3 separate regions of the Mus musculus genome follow, and all the other regions are linked to region 1. The links are chromatin contacts, called in public Hi-C maps. All regions are on one chromosome and are shown on one strand. The core of a region is the stretch at or near the end of the contact, and the rest is flanking DNA. Distances in the headings are between cores, read along the strand shown.

Region 1 (3,797 bases), core at 516-3,015:
CCACCTGTTGGTTTTGAAGGATAAGAAAGAGTCCCGCTGCTCTGGCCGGTTCCTGGCCAATTTCAAAGCCCACACCTTAGCTTTGTATCTGGTTAGTCCTCCAATGGATCCACTGAGCACCCACGGGCCGGGCAGTAGTGGAGACTCACTGAATTCTCTCTCTCTGCAGGTGTGAAATTGAGGCAACCCTTGAGCGACTGAAGAAACTAGAGCGAGATCTCAGCTTTAAAGAGCAGGAGCTCAAAGAACGGGAGAGACGTCTCAAGATGTGGGAGCAGAAGCTGACGGAGCAATCCAACACCCCGGTGAGTACGCCACCTAGTGGCTTCCCGCAGCATGCACGCTGAGCACGGGACAGCATGACCACGCTCCTCCCCACCCCCAACCCTGCCCTGCCCTGCCCTGCCCTGCCCTGCCCTGCCCTGCCCTGCCCTGCTCCTGAGAACTAAAGGCCTTCATTGGTAGTAATAAGTATGAAACACCAAATGCCAGAGATTTAAAAGGGGGGAAAAACCTATTTAAAAGAAAATGCCTCCTCTGTATCTTTCCTTAGAAACTATTATTTCCTTAAGAACTGCATTTATTTGTATGTTAAAATTACAAGAGTAAAGTCTAATATGTTTAGACCATCCGTTAAGCCCTAAGAACACTGAGGGAATGAATGCCCTTAGATGCTACCAGTAATTAATAACTCATTGCAAGGAATGCCTTGGGTGTGTCAGAACTTAAGCACATTTTCTAAGATTGAACTGGCCTGCTGACATAGACATGGCAGGCATTAATATTCCTTATGGATTTAGTGCCATGAGTAGGAGAAGCATCAAATGGGGAGAAGGCCTCTCCTGGGACAGGCAACCCACTTGCTCTACCTCTGGGAAGATCCTTGTTCCTTCCCAAGTATGGAGCAGCACTGGCCACTCATGCGTTAGCCTTGAGCTTGAACTTAGTGTTAAATCATGCATCTCATTCCATCATCCTTGAGATTTAAAACAGAGTGACTTTTAGGGATCAAGTAAAAGCTTAGGATTGGTTTTCTAGGATTTTCAGTGGACGAGAACTGTCCGCTTAAAATTACAAGAAGCAAGAGATTCAAAATAAAGTTATCGACAAATAGACCAAGAAAAAAAGAGAGAGAGAAAACACTGAACACCCTTCATTGTGTGTTCCTCAAAGACCTATCTAGACAAGTCTTAACCTCCACTGAGCGGCTGCAAAATGTCTTCCAATATCTAAAGAACAGGAGAGTCCGTCTCCATTTCCAATTCCAATTGTGGAGACACAATCTGGCACCCCCTCACCCCCAAAAAGGAAAGTGCATTTAAATGCTACACGTTTACCCTTTTCAAAAATGTCTTTGGTAAATCCCAGGAATGCCGAGATAAGGACTGAGTTGCTATACATAGGACTGGCATGAGATATTATAAGGGTACCTCATTTTTGTCAGCAAGTCCTGTGAATTGAACCAGATTCTCAAAGAAGGGGTAAAGGGGGGGGGCAGCTTCCTGTTCAGGCTGAGCTGGTGCCAGCAGGCAGGTGGGAGCTACAGAGCACAGCCCTGTCCCCACGGCCCATCTGCTGAAGGCTAGGAAGCTGTGTTGTTATGCTTTTTATGTGCATTGAAACCTTAACTGTAAAGCACTGCATGGCTCGACTCTTTCTAAATGTCTTATTGTCAAGAAAACTTTCAACCGCTTATTAGAGTATGCCTAAGAACCTCGCCTTGGTTTACTGGCGTCAGTCTTGCTAAGAAATTATGGGCTGCCTTACACATATTATTGCTGCTGGTAACACAGTTGTATGACAAAGGATAATACGCGACAGGTGCTTGGTAGGTTGTGCGCTTGTGTTTTAACCCCAGAAGCCTTGGTTTGGGGGAAGTGCTTCGCAAGCCACCAGCTAACTGGGGACAGCATGATGCAGTCCCTGCGAGGGCCCCTCCCTTTTTACTTGTGAGGCCCAAGGCTTTTTGTTTATAACACTTGCTTTCAATGTCTCCTCTGCCTAGAGCTGGTACTTCTAAGGAAAAGGAGTTTGTGCTCGGGTATTTTATTAGTAGCTGTTTTCTTTCATCCTCACTTTAATCTCTAGGTGGTTTATAACTAGACTGCTGAAAGAAAAAAAAATCTTTTTAAAGGGGGCAAACGAGGCTTTTTTTTTTTATAGGTAGCTTCATCTTAAATATAACAGTCTAACTTTTACACAATACATAAGAATACTATCAGATTGATTTCAGGGGTCCTATTTTCCTTCCGAAAACCGAAATATTAAAGACACTTGGAAAGATGAGTTCTCTGTGCATAAATAGAAATAAAGCTTATTTCTAATTATTGCTGTGGCTTGCTGTAAAAAAAAAAGTTAGAGATAAACTCTTATTTAAGAAATATTTATGGATCTCTTTAGACCCTAACATAATGTGAGAAAAGACCTTGGCAATAATAAAATAAATAAGCAACAAAGGGTTTCTGTCCATTGAAAAACCAATTTGAGAATGTGGAAAGGGAGTGAATGGAGCCTTAGGGAGTGAGGCCCTGCCCCACCAGTAAGGATCTGAGACTGGCCAGGTGGACCACAGGACCTTGATTCTGAGCCCAAAGTGCCAAAATTCTCCTCTAATAGAAAGTTCTGGCTTTTGAGAATTTATCTCCGCCAAGCAGTGGTGGCGCGCGCCTTTAATCCCAGCACTAGGGAGGCAGAGGCAGCAGGATCTCAGAGTTCGAGGTCAGCTTGGTCTGCAGAACAAGTTCCGGGACAGCCTGGCCTACATAAAGAAACCCTGTCTCAAATAAAAACAAAATGAAATGAAAACTTATCTCCATCAGTAAGTTAAATTAGAAAATTGGGCCATCAAGATGGTTGTGTCACTAGAAGCACTTGCCAAACAACCCTGATCACCCCAGTGCCAAAAACCTAACGAGGCAGGAGAGAACCAGTTCCCAAAAGTTACACGCCCATGGCATGCGTGTGCCTGCCACAATAATAGATATGGGGAATTTTTAATCTTAAGATTTAAAAAAACCTAGGAACTACACTGTGCCTTCACACCCAGAGTGTAGAGTTCATCTGAGAGTTATTACCACTGCGACAACATGAGAAAGACCTCGTAGGCAAGTCTCACTGGAAGGAGACTTGGTGTCGGTGGCTGCAGCAAAGGAGACAGGCTAAGAGCAGTCTCCCACAGTCTCCACAGGTTCACCATAACTGAGTTAAAGACGGGATCTCGAATTTACTCCCAAGTGAATTATATAATAACATGAATAAATTAAACAGTGCTGGATCTGGCCCGAGTCAGTAATAAATGGAAGCAAGTAACGTCCTCTTCAGAGTGTGCTCAAAGCACTGTCCCAGAGAAAGAGGTAGGGTCAACCACATTCCCCAGCTGCATGCACGCACACACGCTCACACGTGCACACACACACCTGCAGCCAAACTGCTTTTATCCTTCCTCTGCGCTCTTCCTTGGAACGGGGTTTCTGATTTTTTTTTTTTTACTTGAGATTTAATCTTTGCTTCATTTCTTCCCTTTTTTAAATTAATATAATGGTCAATCAAATGTTTCTGTCTGGAAATGAAATTGGGAAAAATTAAGAGACATCCTCAAAACTACTTTATTTTAAGCAAAGCAAGGACTTAACACTGGTACCTTCCTGTCCGTTTGCAATCGGGCTCAGTGTGGTGCTTTGCGAGATCTCAGTTATGATTTACCCTGTCACTTATAAATTACCGACAATACACTGGTGCCAGATCCACCGTTAAAACGTCCTCGTCATTCACCTGCTGCGTGGTACCAACTAATTTTG
Region 2 (3,797 bases), core at 381-2,880, 650 kb after region 1:
GGTGGTGGTGGTGGTGGCTACTCATTTTTCCTAGACTAGAGTACCATTCCTGTCTCAGGGAGGACCAAACGGCCACTGCCGTAATCTTAACCCCCTTTCTTTAATGCAGAAGATGAACTGGGAGCCTGCTGGGCATGGGTCAGGGCAAAGCAGATCAGGACGTCTGCTTTTAAGAAGGCCATCTGTAGTCCTGGCGGGATCCTGACAGCAAGCTGAAACAGAATGTAGAAGCAGGTTGGGATGTAACTGAGACTTGTCAGGGAAATGGAGAGAGAGAGCAGGAGCTCAGATACTGTGGGGCAGAGGCTGGCTGCAGGGTAGGAACCTATTGACCTCCAGGGAGGTTGTAAAGTCAGCCAATCAAACACCTAGGAAGGAGAGGAGTAAATCTGGGGCAAAGCACCAGCCTCAACGGTTTTCAGGTCTCTCGAGGATACCCTCTCTGTGTTCTGGTCTTTGAAAGCCGTGGTGATTTGAATGATAGAGACCTCCACAGGCTCATGTGTTTGAATGCTTGGTCCTTAGTTTGGTGGAACTGTTTGGGAAGGATTGGGAGAAATCCTTGTGCCCTTGCCGTAGGTCATTGGGGGTGGGCTTTGAGGTTTCAGAAGCCCACCTCAGCCTAGCCTCACTCACTCACTCACTCACTCTCTTTCTGCCTTCTGCCTGCATGCAGCTCAGCATGGAAGCTCCCAGCTACCGCTCCAGTGCGATGCCTGTCTGCCCACTGTCATGCTCCACGCCACGATGGCCATGGACTCTAATGCTCTGTGACTGTGAACCCCAATAAACTCGTTCTTTTATAAGTTGCCTCAGTCATAGTGTTTCTTCATAACAGTGCAAAAGTAGCTAAGACAGGAGATGCAGAAGTCTTTTTCTTTGATTTCTTCTCCTGGGAACTCTACAGTCAGCTAGGTTCTGGAAAAAGGGTGTAGATTAGGAAAAGAAAAAGAAAATCTTTTTTTGTTGAATACTGAGTACAAAGTTGTATATGGTGTGTGTGTGTGTATCCATACTACCTCCCCTCACACATACAGATATACATCGCTCAGCTTTTACTTTGTTGACCTATCACCCCCGACCCTAAGAAGCCACTAAGAAGCACCACCTGTTTCTATTAACCATCTCTCTGGACAGTTTCGCAGCCTTCCTCTCCCTCAGATGCCATCTACCCTTAAGAGTCTGGATCCCACCGGGCAGTGGTGGCGCACACCCAGCACTCAGGAGGCAGAGGCAGGTGGATTTCTGAGTTCAATGCCAGCCTGGTATACAGAGTGAGTTCCAGGACAGCCAGGGCTACACAGAGAAACCCTGTCTCGAAAAACCAAAAAAAAAAAAAAAAAAAAAAAAAAAAAAAAGAGAGTCTGGATTCCCTGTTCCTTACTTCCTTCCCTGGTGACCATGGACACGTTCTTTAGCCAGTCAGGGTGCCAGCTGGCTCATCTGTAAAATGGGTGAGCATACTGTTGTTCTGTGATTCACTTCAGATAATCCATGCATAGTACTGGGCACAGGGCCTAGGACATCTGTGATCCCATACAACTGCCTGGGGAGCACTCCTCCTCCTGGGTTTCGTGACCCTGCTGCAAATGGCTGCCTTCCTCTTTTTGCCAGGCGTGCCCCCTTCGAAGCTTCTGCCCTCCCCACACGTGGTATTGTTTCCTGTGGTTCTGGCTTCTCCATCTGACCACACTTCCTCTTCTTAGCCACTCCCCATTTGTATCAGTTGCTGCTACCTAGTTTCTCTTATCCAGCCACCTCCCCTCCTCCCACTTCTTTCTACTTCCCAGTATCCACTAACCCAGGCGATCAGTGCCTCCATGCAAGCCAGCCTCCTTGACCTCACCTTCACCCCTCCTCCTACCCTTCTCCTGTTCCTGTCTAGTGTTCCCGCAGAGACTGGTTCCAGTGGATTCCAAAGTCTGTGGAGGTTCAAATCCTATGTATCAGATGCTGTTTGCATACACGCCAAGCACATCCTTCCATACACCTTAAATCGCCTCTCAATTACTCATATTACCCAATACGCTGTAAGTGCTCCATCAATAGTTGTGTTCTACTTGAGGAGATAATGACCAGGAAGAAGAAAGTCTGGGAGTTTCTGTTTTGGTGTAGGTGCAACCCTCAGCCTGCCAAGGAGGCCTGGAGAGCAACTGAAGATCTACAAAATACTGAGCCTGGATGACAGGATATTCCTACACAGAGCTGTGTCCATGGGTTTCAGCTTAATGTTTGCATCCTGGGACCTTGAGTTCTGCCTTCTGGAATTTTTTTTCCCTGGGTGTTTCCATTGGAGGTAGGTCATATCCATGGGTTCAGGTCCCGGAGCCTCAAAAGTGCTAATTGTGAGCCCTGTCCGCCGATTCCCTTCATCTTGCCGTTTCTTTCTATTACTGATCCAAACCCTGGAGCATCTGCGGCACTACTACCAACGTCCTTAAGAAGTGCTCCCTCGGGCTGGAGAGATGGCTCAGCAGTTACAAGCACTGACTGTTCTTAAGAGGTCCTGAGCTCAAGTCCCAGCAACCACAGGGTGGCTCACAACCATCTGTAATGGGGATCCAGTGCCCTCTTCTGGTGTGTCTGAAGACAGCAACAGTGTTATCATATACATAAAATAAATAAAAATAAATCTTTAATAAGCAGCTGCTCTCATGGATATCCAGGTGTCCCATCCCATATCTTGGATACCTCAGGGATCTCCCAGGGCAAAGAGGAAAATAATTTGACAAAAGCTAGAACGGGGCTTAGGCTAGGAGGTAGGTAGAGAGAGGCTTGCCTAGCTCCAGGCTCAGGAGTTGTTTCCAAACAGGGCTGGAGGAGTCCAGGCAGGATTGCAACAGCCATGAACCAGAATAAGCAGCCCGGGGTAGACTGGAGAACTTCTAACTAGACACTCACGGCTCAGGAAAGGAGACCAACCTAACTTGGCTTGCAAGGTCTACTCTTACTCAGCCCCTCTCCCCTTCCAGCAGCCATTAAATAAATGCACACCAATTCTGCAACCAGTCTTACACCATTAATATCCTGATCCTGTGAGCCTTCATCTAGGTTTTTTTGTTTGTTTGTTTGTTTTTTTTTTTTTTTGCTTTTCTAGACAGGGTTTCTCTATGTAGCCCTGGCTGTCCTGGAACTCACTTTGTAGACCAGGCTGGCCTCAAACTGCCTGCCTCTGCCTCCCAAGTGCTGGGATTAAAGGCACGCGCCACCATGCCCGGCTAAAACAAAATCTTTAACAATTTAAAAACACGAATCTTCAAGCTCATAGGCGATGTTCCCCACGCATGGGCGCATGTGTGCTGACTCAGGTAGGAAGCAAGCTTGCTTCTCATACTCTTTACCGTGCATTCAGAAAACACACTTCTATAAAGAAATCCACTTTCCTTGACTGAGCCGTTAAGGGTATGTACTGCCTTGGCAGAGAATCTGAACTCTTTTCCAGTGCTAATAGTGGGTGTCTCACAACTGCCTGTATCCGATCCCAGGGGACCCTTCTGTGTAAATAGCACCCACCTCCAGAACCGATATCATCAGAACCTACTCAAGGGTGCTCGCCCTCCTGCCTTCCCACCCGGCAGGTTGGTTTTGTGAATGGCTTCATCAGAACTGTCGTTTCCTGGATTCCCGAGGAACGGACTGTTTGTCTAGGTCTTAGAGCACGCACTGTAGTTCCTCTTTCAACAGTCCTCATCTTAGGTTCTTTGTCCAGGAAATGTTCAGCTCTTAAGCAATGTCTACTTTAGCTATAGTGTGTTTGCTCTTCTACAGGCTCGCCTGACAGTCCAAAGTCTGCCATT
Region 3 (3,797 bases), core at 490-2,989, 600 kb after region 1:
CCTTCTTCTGGGACACGGAAATAACGGTCCCAAAGCAGCTGCCAGAGTTAGAGCCACTCAGAGATTTGGGACACATTTCTAGGGAGGGCTACTTGTAATTGATTCAGTTAAAAGCCAACCCACTAAAGCTTTCAAAGAAACAGGTGTGTGGGGAGGGGAGAGAGGAAGCGGGGGGGGGGGGGCCGCGGGGGGGGGGGCTGTGCGTCCTTCTGGATCCTCTCCTTTTTGCTCACAATTCTATCTGCAGTTTTACTTCCCGTTTCTTCCCTTCTTTGGCCTCAGCGCTACCCCTCCTCTTGAATTTTATTTTAGATGTGCAGAAAAACAACCAACCATCTCCCTTCTCTCACCCCGCCCCACGCCGCCAGGGCGCTGAAGTCATATTTCTCTGTGGCTAACTTCCTCTATTGGTGCCTCACAACTGGATTCCTGTCACCCAGAACCACCTCCCCTAAGTTCAAAGCCAGTTAGAGGGCACATCTGGCACACAAGAGAGTGGGCTCCACCGACCAGCACAGCTGCTTGCCTGGCCCTGAGAGGCTTCCACCAGATAAACCACACTCGGGGTGTCGGTGTGGCTCACAGGGTCTTTGCCATGCTTCTGCCCACCTTGAAGTCAGTGGTTGGCATCTCAGAGACATCAGGGAATTGTTTTTTGAAAATACCTTTGAGAGAGGAAAAACTCTTTTCAAACAAAAACAAACCTTTGTTCCGGCCTGTTAAACAGAAATCCCCGAGCCTGGGCCGAGCGGTGCAATTTAAAAATAATAATAATAATTTTTAATTTTTTAAAAAATTTTTCTGAACACTTCCCAGATGATTCTATTGTACGGCCGGGTTAAGAACCACCGCTGTAGATTCTGCTAGTGGAAGCTATCCAAACCCCAGCTTACTCCCTTCCTTCCAAACGCACCCCAGGAGATTCCTCTGTCTGTTCTCACACGAAAGATATCTGGGAGCCAGGAAATAGAGTCAGGCGCCTGGGGAACGCAGCTAGGTGGAGGAAGGAAAGGGGTTGAAAACAGAGGAGGTGCCAAGTGGTGAAGCAGGCGCTAAGCCCCCCTCCCCTTCTGTACATAGGGACTGTACACAGCTTGTAGATAGGCATAAAGTCACCTTCTCGCTGCTGCCCGAGGACCTGGCCTCCCAGGCTCTGGGAGTTGACATATAAGTGCCATGAAGCTTCAGAGTGAGAGAGAGGAAAACAACTATTGCAGGACCCTGTCGCCCCAGGAACTGCGTTGCAGAGACTTTGGGAAGAGAACATGCGCGCTTTCCGTACAGCAGAGGACAATTGAAAAATTTAAGTCACGTCTATGCTGAAAGGGGACAAGAACAAATATGATTTGTGTGTGTGTGTGTGTGTGTGTGTGTGTGTGTGTGTGTGTGTGTGTGTGTTCGCGCGCGCGCCCTAAGGCGCTTGAGAGGCACACAGCTGCTGGTGTGTGATGTAATCTATTCCTGGTCACAGGAAGGCCAAGACTCCGCTGGGGTGGGGTAGAGTGGGAGGGGGAACTCCTAAGAGTCTCAACCCCCCACGATCCCTTCAGACCCCCCAAATGCTCACTGTGCAGTTGAGAAATAATAAGCAAACACGGAGCTCAGAGGTACTCTGCCCACCCCCCCTCCAGACATCCCTGGTTACTTAGGCAACTGGTGGACTCCCCCTTCCACACCAGCACTCCGAGGCCTGTGGCTGTGCAGGGGGAAGGGCAGGGGGAAGGGCCTGCCCCCACTGCCTAGTTCTTAGTCAGTGCTTCTTGGCCATCTGCCTGCCTTCCTCTGGCAGGGATATGCGGCTCTTGCACCCTTGGCTTAGTCCATGAGAAGAGGTCTCCCTGCCTCCACCCTTCTTTCTGTTTGCCTCTCTCCCCAGATGTCTCAAAGTTTCTGTGGGAAAGAATGTTCTTACTGCTAATGTGAGACTTTCAAAGTCGGGCCTTCTCCTGAAGGCATGGGAGCTGCCTGGTTAGGTGCCCCATCAGGGATACCCAACAGGAAGGTACCACTGGTCTACATTCAGGTGGCTGAATATCTCTGGGTTCCCCTGGCGTTGCTCTCTGATACCTGAGCTTCCAAATATCAGGTCTTTGTCCATCACAAGATTGATGCAGATGTGCAACATGGATATTGTCCAGCCCTAGAGGAGTGAGCGGTTTTATTTGGGGGTTGGTTTTGTTTTTCTTTAAGCGGGGTATGTGTGTGTGTGTGTGTGTGTGAAGAAAACCCTCCCCATTCATATAACCCTGTGCCTCCGATTTAGTAAACTTCTATTACCTTGACCTTTTTTGGGGGGTGGGGTGGTGGACTTGGAAACAAGGTCTCTCTATGTGGCCCTGGCTGTCCTGGGGCTCACCCACAATGTAGACCAGGCTGTCCTCAAACTCAGAAATCAGGCTGCCTCTTCCTCCCAAGTGCTTGGGTTAAAGGCAAAGACAGACCACTGCCCGGTTTTGATACCTAGACTTTTGAATGTGTTTCTTTTGCTTTTTTCCAGAAGAAATCCTGGCAAAGACCCAGTATGAGAGAGGATGGCAGATAATCAGCAGAGGTTCAACCTGTTGGACCCCAACACCAAACACAACACATCAGGCGTCAGGCCGGGTCTGTGCTGGTCGTCACCTCTCTCTCTCCAGCATCCAAACAAACAGCACTCCTCGGCAGGAGCAGATGTGGGTGCCTCCCACCATTAAGAATAAAGCACTTGGGAGGCAGAGGCAGGCAGATTTCTGAGTTTGAGGCCAGCTTGGGCTACAAAGTGAGTTCCAGGACATCCAGGGCTACACAGAGAAACCCTGTCTGGAAAAAACAAAAAACAAAAACAAAATAGCAACAAAAAAGAATAAAGTCTGTACTGTATCTCCAGCCTTATCTACTAGTCAAGAGTCAGACACTCCCCATGAAGTACTGGCTGTGTTAGGACTTTAAAACCTGTCAGAAGGATTGCAGATTGTGGTTACCAGCAGAAATGCCCTAAAGGCAGATCCTCCCACTGGAGCAACTGACAGGAAACACCCTGCCTGGAACAATATTCCTGCTGCAGAGGGTTTCTTGCCTCTCTCTCTCTCTCTCTCTCTCTCTCTCTCTCTCTCTCTCTCTCTCTCTTTCTTTCTTTCTCTTTTGAAACCAGAAAAACATGAAATATAAAACGGGCTCTAGTTGTACCTAGGCCTGGCCCCATGAAAACCTGAAAGTGGGCCAGATGGCAAAGTCAGGCTCCTAGCCCTCATCCACACTGGTGAGAGACAGACAAGGAGTCCTCTCCCTGGCTCAGGGCAGAGGGGGAACTGCTGGTGTCCGTGAGGGGAATACAGGGGGGAGGGAGGAGGGGATGGAGTTTGCACAGCATGTGAGGCACAGCATGGAGGAGCAGAAAAAGCAGAGAGGCATGTGTCAAGGGATTAATATGATAATCATCATGACAACAATAATGGCCTCTGCTTTTGGACTTTGGGCAAACCATTTCACAATTCTCTTTTTTCATGATGAAAGAATCAGTGTTCCGGGCCCAGGGCTTACCCTACAAATCATATGAGAGTGTGTGAATATAAAATTGATTTATAAACTGTTTCAAATATTCACTATTAATTCTACTTAAAATGAAATAGACCTTCCAAGACAGATGCCAGGCTTAAATATCATCCCTCACAGGAAGTAATCACCTTTTAATAATTGGCTATGCAGGATTTGGTGACTGCGTTGGCCATATCATATTTTTCCTTGTAATATTCCAAAGTGTTCTTGGCGATATGTAAACAGTCTCATTATGTAAAAGCCCTTATCATGGCATGTGCTAA

Evidence for each region. Hi-C and Micro-C count contacts between places; a contact is called where the count stands out from the background.
Region 2: a contact with region 1 is called in a Hi-C map of pre-B cells, with 4 times the contacts expected there. The contact joins two enhancer-like sites.
Region 3: a contact with region 1 is called in a Hi-C map of pre-B cells, with 2.3 times the contacts expected there. The contact joins two enhancer-like sites. A contact is called at or near these places in 1 of 484 Hi-C or Micro-C datasets (pre-B cells) and 1 of 115 datasets of contacts at active chromatin or transcription factors (pancreatic cancer cells).

What each region holds. Positions count from the first base shown.
Region 1 is chr2:72,398,121-72,401,917 of GRCm38.p6, forward strand. It overlaps Map3k20 (mitogen-activated protein kinase kinase kinase 20), which reads left to right. Exons shown (of 20, transcript NM_023057.5): 11 at 170-305. Among named protein-coding and RNA genes, the nearest start is that of Gm52556, 48 kb to the left of the region's middle. Within about 2 kb of position 1,766, at least 44 of the 459 cell types and tissues checked have an H3K27ac peak or open chromatin away from gene starts, as enhancers often do. A contact at or near this core is called in pre-B cells, where this site is marked.
Region 2 is chr2:73,052,596-73,056,392 of GRCm38.p6, forward strand. No RefSeq gene overlaps it. Among named protein-coding and RNA genes, the nearest start is that of Gm39850, 46 kb to the left of the region's middle. Within about 2 kb of position 1,631, at least 117 of the 459 cell types and tissues checked have an H3K27ac peak or open chromatin away from gene starts, as enhancers often do. A contact at or near this core is called in pre-B cells, where this site is marked.
Region 3 is chr2:73,002,867-73,006,663 of GRCm38.p6, forward strand. No RefSeq gene overlaps it. Among named protein-coding and RNA genes, the nearest start is that of Gm39850, 4.2 kb to the right of the region's middle. Within about 2 kb of position 1,740, at least 275 of the 459 cell types and tissues checked have an H3K27ac peak or open chromatin away from gene starts, as enhancers often do. A contact at or near this core is called in pre-B cells, where this site is marked.